2 separate regions of the Hordeum vulgare genome follow, and region 1 is linked to region 2. A link is a contact called in public Hi-C data. All regions are on one chromosome and are shown on one strand. The core of a region is the stretch at or near the end of the contact, and the rest is flanking DNA. Distances in the headings are between cores, read along the strand shown. Region 1 has its middle 74 kb from the start of LOC123405944. Region 2 has its middle 200 kb from the start of LOC123404397.

The links. A called contact is a pair of places that touch in the nucleus more often than the background predicts.
Region 1: a Hi-C map of leaf shows a contact between it and region 2, with 5 times the contacts expected there. The contact joins two enhancer-like sites. A contact is called at or near these places in 4 of 6 Hi-C or Micro-C datasets (leaf and seedling) and 1 of 1 datasets of contacts at active chromatin or transcription factors (embryo).

The regions. Positions count from the first base shown.
Region 1 is chr6H:203,918,547-203,922,341 of MorexV3_pseudomolecules_assembly, reverse strand. No RefSeq gene overlaps it. Among protein-coding and RNA genes, the nearest start is that of LOC123405944, 74 kb to the right of the region's middle. Within about 2 kb of position 1,896, at least 1 of the 3 cell types and tissues checked has open chromatin away from gene starts, as enhancers often do. A contact at or near this core is called in leaf, where this site is marked.
Region 2 is chr6H:203,246,289-203,250,283 of MorexV3_pseudomolecules_assembly, reverse strand. No RefSeq gene overlaps it. Among protein-coding and RNA genes, the nearest start is that of LOC123404397, 200 kb to the left of the region's middle. Within about 2 kb of position 1,348, at least 3 of the 3 cell types and tissues checked have open chromatin away from gene starts, as enhancers often do. A contact at or near this core is called in leaf, where this site is marked.

The DNA of each region.
Region 1 (3,795 bases), core at 647-3,146, 670 kb before region 2:
CTTGGTTGATTTGTCTTACTGAGCAATGAGCCATGACTCAAGAAATATCCATTATTTATAGTAAATGGGCTATGCCATCTTTATATGATTATATGAAAGAAATATTGTTTAATCGGTGTCAACAATCTTGTTTATTCAGTGAAAATAATCTTTACTTGATCACATTATCTCCTTTCATAAACGGAAAGTGTGGTGCTGCGGAAATTGTAAGATCTGGTTCAAACACCCGACGAGTGATTAAAGTCCATGTTGACTGCACTTTGCATAATCTAATTATTGTTAGATCAATCTCAGCAGTCGACATGTTAATGTTCAACCCATAACAACACACGGGCACATTTACTAGTCTATATAAAAATACATAATGTGTGTGGAAAAAGTTGATCCTGCATTTAGAAAATGTTCGTAAAGCATTTGAAAAAAATTAAACAAGTATTTCAAAAATGATATCAAGCGTTAGAAATATGTTAAATATGCATATAAAAATGCTGATCATATATTTAAAAAATATTATTCTTGTATTTAGAAAATGTTAATCAAGCATTTAAAAATGTTAAGATGTGTATAGTAAAAATATTGACCATGTATTAAAAATATATATTAATTTTGCATTTAAAAAGAATAATCAAGCATTTAAAAAATGTTAACAATGTGTATAGAAAAATGGGTGAACATGTTTTATAAATGTGAAACTTGTGCTTTAAGAAATGTTAAATATTTATTTGAAAAAGTTATTGATGTATTCAAAAAAATTTAGAATAAAATGAAAATAAAACAATAAACCATGAAAACTGAAAAATAAAAAAAGAAAGAGAAAATAAAACCAAACAAATAAATGCATAAAAAAGGAACAGAGTCAAAACCGACAATGGAAGTAGGAAAAACAGAAAACTGTTGAAAACCAAGAAAGAAAGACAAAACAAAAAAGAAAAGAAAAATACAATGAAAACTATGGAACAAATAAAAGAGAAACCAAATAAAAACGAAAATAAAAAAATGCCCAAAAAATGAAGACCGGAAAAATAATAAGAAAACCAAACAAATAAAAAAGGAACACATCAGCGAATGACTGACTAAGAAACAAGACGAGGACACGCTATTGGGTAGGCCCATACGTGCTCGCTTCCTCTCGGATGAGATCCCATTGGGAACAGGTTGCCGCCGTGGGAAAGAGAGGATAAGGATCGTCGAGGCTTATCTCACGAAGGAAATGACGGAGACGGAGGCGACTGATGCATCGAAGCGGGCGCTCGTAGAGGGGGAAGTCATCCACACCTGCATTTTGAAAAAAACGACAACAACGAAACATGCGCGCCCTCTCCTGTGAGCAGAATCAGGCGGTCCGTGAAATGGGCGGGCTGCCACCGACGGAGGAGAAGGAGGTGAGCGGCGGCGAGGATAGCTTCAGCAACGAGAAGATCCGCCCTGATCCGTACTACGTCTACGACCGGTACTTTCACAAGAAGGACGACAAGGACGTCAGGAAGGACAAAGGCAGACGTGTATGATCTCCGTCATAGCCAAACATGCCAAATTTTGATAATTCGATGGCATATTAGTAGTGATGGAGTAGCCACACGATGTATACAATGCATCAACGTAGTAGTTGCATGCTTGGATGGATTTAAAATATGAAATTTAAGATGGCCGAATATAGAATGCATTATTTAAGACGTAATCGATCAGTGTGCATAAACAATGCGTTCACGGGTATTTGATGGGTTGAATTTAAGGGGTTCGGTTGTAGATGCTGTTAGCCGAATAAAAGATCCCATAAACAACACCATCGAGCTTTATCTTTTTTTTTTAGCAAACATCGAGCTTTATATATACAAGAGTGAGTTGCATGGCCGAAACTAGACGGGCCTACCACCACGACATTGACTTTTTGACTGGGTCCAATCCACAGGGTGACGAGCTCTGTCGTCTACAATGAAAGAGACAGAGGGCAAATAAACCTTTTGTATAATCCATTTTTTGTTCTTCTGCTTTCGCGTATAAACACATACCTCCCAAATGGGCAAAGTAATCAAACCGTACGGTATAACCGCAAGCGATGATCAACTGTTCAGTGTATCTTTAAGTGCACCAATTGCTTTTGGTAGAGATCCCATGTTCACATGGATCTGACTCTGGGTCTGGGGAACCGCTGCGGGGTGTTCGACCGGACCTGGTAAACATAACCGCGGATCGCCCCTATGTTGCTATACCAAGTCTACCGTTATATGGTACGATTAGAAGTGAAGTGTTCTTGTTTTCTCTGTCAACATGTGTCAATTCTCGGATGTTTCAGAAATAAAAGAGTCTTGAAGAAGTATTAGAGTATACTAGCAAAAGAGCCCGTGCGTTATAACGGAGCAAACCGTACAAACATGCTATAACCTAATAATCATGATTTAAGATTTTTATTTAAACTTACTGCATAAATAAAATTTAAAAATTGTTAAATAAGTAAAATAACATCATATTTAGATTGTATGCATCACTATATATTCAAATTACATTATAAATAGAAATTTAAAATTAAATAGGTAAGAAACATTATATTTCGATTCAACACATTTTTTGAATGAAAGTGCATATGTAATAATTTAAAATTAGAGTTACAGTTTAAAAGATATAATTTTTTAAAGTATTTGTTAATTATAATTGAACCGCGGATTAATTAACAACATGGACCGGCCTCGTTATGAAAAAATGGATTATACGCTACTGATTAAAATTACAGCATAAATATATTTTTAAAATTGTTAAATAGATAAAATAACATTATATTAGTTGTGCGCATCACTATTGAATTAAAATTATATTATAAACATAATTTTAAAAAATTAAATAGATAAACTAACATTATATTCAGATTCTACATATTTTTCTAATAAAATTTCATATATAATAATGTAAAATTGGAGTTATCGTTTAAAAGATATGATTTTTAAAGTATTTTGCACTTATAATGAAACTACAGATTAATTAATTGAAAACTGTAGGGGTGTTTTCGAAAACATACGGAAAACGATTGTTTTTTTTACTCAAGTATGTACTGCGGGTTTATTTTGTGAAAACTGAAGGAGCTTTTTACAAAAACTCCAAAAAACGTTTCGTTCTCTCAGCTAATTATGTACTGCGGGTTGATTTCGGGAACTCACAGGGGGTTATTTGTAAACAATACAAAAACGATTGGTTATTCACTTAAATCGGGACTGCGGGCTGATTTCGGAAAACTTTAGGGGGGTTTGTGCAAAACAACCACGACGGTCGACAGAAGCACACGGTGCTTTATTATTAGGGAGAGATACAATGGTTGATATGATAGTTTTATTTTAAATCTTGCATCTAATTTAGATATGATAAAAAATATAGCTACAATGAATCATCTCTTAGGCTTATCTTCAATAACTAGCTATTTTTGAAAACATAGTGAGACATTTTTTTAGAAGGAGGAAGCGAGCTCCTGGCCTTTGCATCAATCGATGCATGCATCCATATTATTTATAATTGTTTAAAATAACATCTTAGGTTCATAAAGTTTTGAAGCTCGAAATGAAAATGAAAACAAAAAGTGATACGAAGAAAAAACTGCCACATCCGGCGTAACTAAGAGAGACTACGATGCATATACACCTAGCATATTATTAATACGCCATTCAAATCGGTTGAAGATAACCAGTCCGACCATCTCTCATCGGTTGCACCAGTATTCATAAGCTCTCTCGAGTCCGCATGTCTGAGTAACGACCACGTACGGATTCAAGAAGTCGCTCTGAAGATAACCTGCAAAAAGTTATTAAAGTT
Region 2 (3,995 bases), core at 99-2,598:
CTGGAGTTCAGTACAGCTTTCCATCCACACACAGATGGGCAGACAAAGCGGGTGATTAAGATTTTGGAGGATATGCTGAGAGCTTGTGCTTTAAACTACGGGTCTAGTTGCAATGATAATTTACCATAAGCAGAGTTCTCATATCATAACAGTTATCAAGCTAGTTTGCAGATGGCACCATTTGAGTTTGTGTATGGCAGTACTGCAGAACACCATTGATGTGGGATGACGTTGGAGAGCCCCAGTTCTTTGAACCACACTTGATTAGAGATGCTGAGGAGAAAGTCAGGTTGGTTCATGACAGGCTAAAGATAGCACAGTACAGACATTAGAGTTATGCGGATGCAAAGCGTAAGGAGGTGACATATGAGGTAGGAGACCGTGCGTATCTTAGAGTTTCACCCCTTCGTGTAATTAAGAGGTTTGGAATCAAAGGTAAGTTAGCACCACACTTTGTGGGGCCTTACATGATCTTGGAGCATAGAGGAGAGGTAGCTTGTCAGCTGGAGTTTCCAGAAGCTTTGTCAGGAGTTCATAATGTGTTTCATGTATCCCAGCTGAAGAAGTGTCATGCAGAGATGGCACACGTTCCTTTGAGAGATACAGTACCACTTGAGGCAATTTAGTTGGAGACTGACTTGACATATGAGGCGAAGCCTGTTAAGATTCTGGAAACAGCAGAGAGAGTTATTCGCACCAAAACACTCAGTTTATGCAAGGTTCAGTGGGATCATCATACACAAGAATAGCCTACTTGGGAACAAGATGAGGATCTCAAGCAGGATCACCCCACACCTATTTGCTAGCCAACCCGAATCTCGAGGGCAAGATTCATCTTAAGGGGGTATGTTTGTAGCATCCCAATTTTCTTAAATCAGGATGTTAATAGATCATTCATATGCATCTCATATTTTTCTATGCATTATTGTTCTTTTAAGAATTTTACTCATTATGCGACTCATGGAAATTTATTTGAGTGGAGATAACATGACTTCTCCTCAGTCAAATAAAAAGTTCATAATGTCTAGAATATTATTTGGAGTCACCTGATATAGTTTTGCAAATTTTATAAACTTTAATTTATTTTTAGTTGAGTTTTTCAATGCTCGTGGTGTGGCCTATTGCATAAAATTTATTTTTAAATTCGCATTATGTTTGGAACTAGTGTTCGTGTAGAATATATTAGTTGCATATATATTTTACTAGGTGTTATATTTTTTTAGAATATTTCTGGTATTTTTTAGCCAGAAATATACAGGCATGTATTTTTCTGTAGTAGTTTAAAAAAATGGATACTCTCCCGTACTGCGCAGACGGGCTGCACAGTGGCCCAGGAGGGGACTCGGCCGCGACTAGCAAGTGCGGGCCCAGCGCAGCTGGGGCCGACCGAGCGGCCCAGCGCACCGAGCGCCCCAGACCCTGGCGTTTTGTTTTTTTCCTCTCTTCATTTTTCTGTATCGCTGACGAGCCGACCCCACATGTCATCTTCCCCGTTGTGCTGTGTTCTTCGTGGAGATCGTTCCCGATCCGGACTCGATTGATTTGATCAATCTATTTCCCCATCGACTGCAGAATCACCCTATAAGAAATCCCCATGTCCTAGTTCACCGATTTTTGGCACAAAAAATAAATCAAAGTCTCCCTTACCATGGAGCTTCCGTTGGAACTCGCCGGAGCTGTCACAGAGGATCCGCCGCCGGCCGCACAGGATCCACCACCGCCGCCCGGAGAGCCGCTGGAGGAGCCCCGCCGCCTAACCCTTTCCGTCTCCGGAGAACCACTGAAGAAGCCCATGTCTGAGACAGTCGCCATCGTCCCTTCCCTGTTGCTCGTGGTGAGCACATGAGCAGGATCCAATTCGGCCAATCCCAGCGCGACACTTGCCGCTACAGGCTCCGGTTTTGATGTGTTTATTTTTAGGCAGATTCTCGCTCAAATTTTAAAACATGTTTAACTATTAGCTGGTTTGCCCGATTTAGGAATTATTTTTCCTATGAACTCAGAATAACAAGTACAATATGATAGGACCAATAGTTTTCACGTTAGCGATGTTTAAAATTTAAGTTGGACCAGATTTAGTTTAAACCTACCTGAGACCATAACTTCCAAATCATTCGTCCAAATTAGTTGTTTCTTTTTGTATAGTGATTGTATCAGCATGTAGAAGTTTCGTACCTGCTATGCTACTTTTGTTGTTATTTTAAAAATTGGTTTCTCATTGTTGGTTTTATTTGGTGTTATGTGAATGTGGTGATTGATTTGTTGTGATTGTTTGAAACGTGTAGATTGCGTGGAGTGCGATGCAAACTATTGTGAGTAGTGTAACTTTTTAAACCAGAATCAAGGCAAGTTACATGTTGAGCATCATTCACACAATATTTTCTATGCATGTAGTATTATATCACCCTACAAAATTTATGCATGTATAGGAATATAATTATTGTGCTATGCTATTGAGTTATCCCCTCGGCAAAGAAGACCGTGGTATTTGTAGTTTTGCTATGCTTTGTAGACGGAGTTGGTTCCTGTATTCATTGAGATTATGTGAGGATTATTACAAAATAAATTGAGTGGTAATTAAGGATATAATTCACCTCTGTGCGGATGTGGTATTGTTGGGTGGCTTCAAGAACATCATGGTTTCGACCCTCTGAATGTAAGTGGAATGCCGCCCAGGTTCAAAAAGATCAGACAGACTTAGTGACTAGTAGCTTCCGTGCGTGATCTCTAGCTATATAGGCTCTGGCTTAGTTGAGTAGGTTGTGAAAACCTCGTCTGGGCAAAGCTAGCAGATGTAGATATGTGTAGGTGTACCGGCTGCCGTTGGGTGGAGGTGACTGCTTCTGAAAGACTTCGTCTCAATTTTAGGGTTGGGTCTAGTCGGTAAAGTGTGCAAACCTCTGTAGAGTATAAAAACTAATCTTGATTAGCCGTGTCCACGGTTATGGACAGTTTTAAGCTGCTACGCCATTACAGTTGTTGGATGATCTTGGCACTTAATAAAATTTGGTGGAAAACTTAATAACGGTAATAGGTTGGAGTTTGAGGTGCCAATTCAACCATATGTGAGTTCATTGTAGCAAACAAATCAAAACTTGACTATTAGGTAGTTATGAGGATAAAATTAGCTTTTCTGCAAAATAACCATCAAGCCTTCCTTTGTTATTCTATGCATGTACATGTAGGTTTGCTTTATTATTCTTCCAGTGTAACTTGCCAATACATTTAATGCATTCACCTATATGGTTGCAACGTATTATGTTGCAGGATATTCAGACGAGGAGTAAGGTACCCTTAGGGTCTCGAGTCTTCACTCAGCATCGACAGTGGGCTATGATGGGACTCATCGTTATTATTCTATTACTTTTTCGCAGTTTGATAGAATGAAGCTAGCTAAGTGCTATGCAGATTGTTATACTTTATAAATTCTGGATCATACGTTGTAATAAATGATGCACTTCACCGATGGTAGTTATCTCCACTTGCGTTTTGTATGTTATATGTACTATTTGTCAAATGAGAGAGTATGTATGCGTAGTATGTAATATATATTAATGTTTAAGTAGTATATATACTATTTTTGGTAGTATATATCATATTTTGTGTAAGCTCTTTTTTACATACAAATATATACGTTTTCATAAATATAATAAGAACTATGGGTCAACTTCTAATTTTTTTCATTTAAGTCACTTAAAAAAATCTTATGTATAGTAATGAACATAGTTAAAATGATAAATTAGTATATATACTCCCGCATGGTAGTACATGGAACATGTTGGTTAACTACCCCAAAGTGGTAGGATGTATTTTTCATATATATATAGGGGGATCGACTATTCATTACCCTCGATGAAGAAATAACGTATTTTCATATCAATGCATCGTAGTTTTAGGTTTTAATTTTTTTTCTTATTTCCTATGTAAAAAGAGTCTGTAAGAAAATGTATAGTCACCATAAAAAATATTTTATTTCACGTAAAATTAAAAACCTA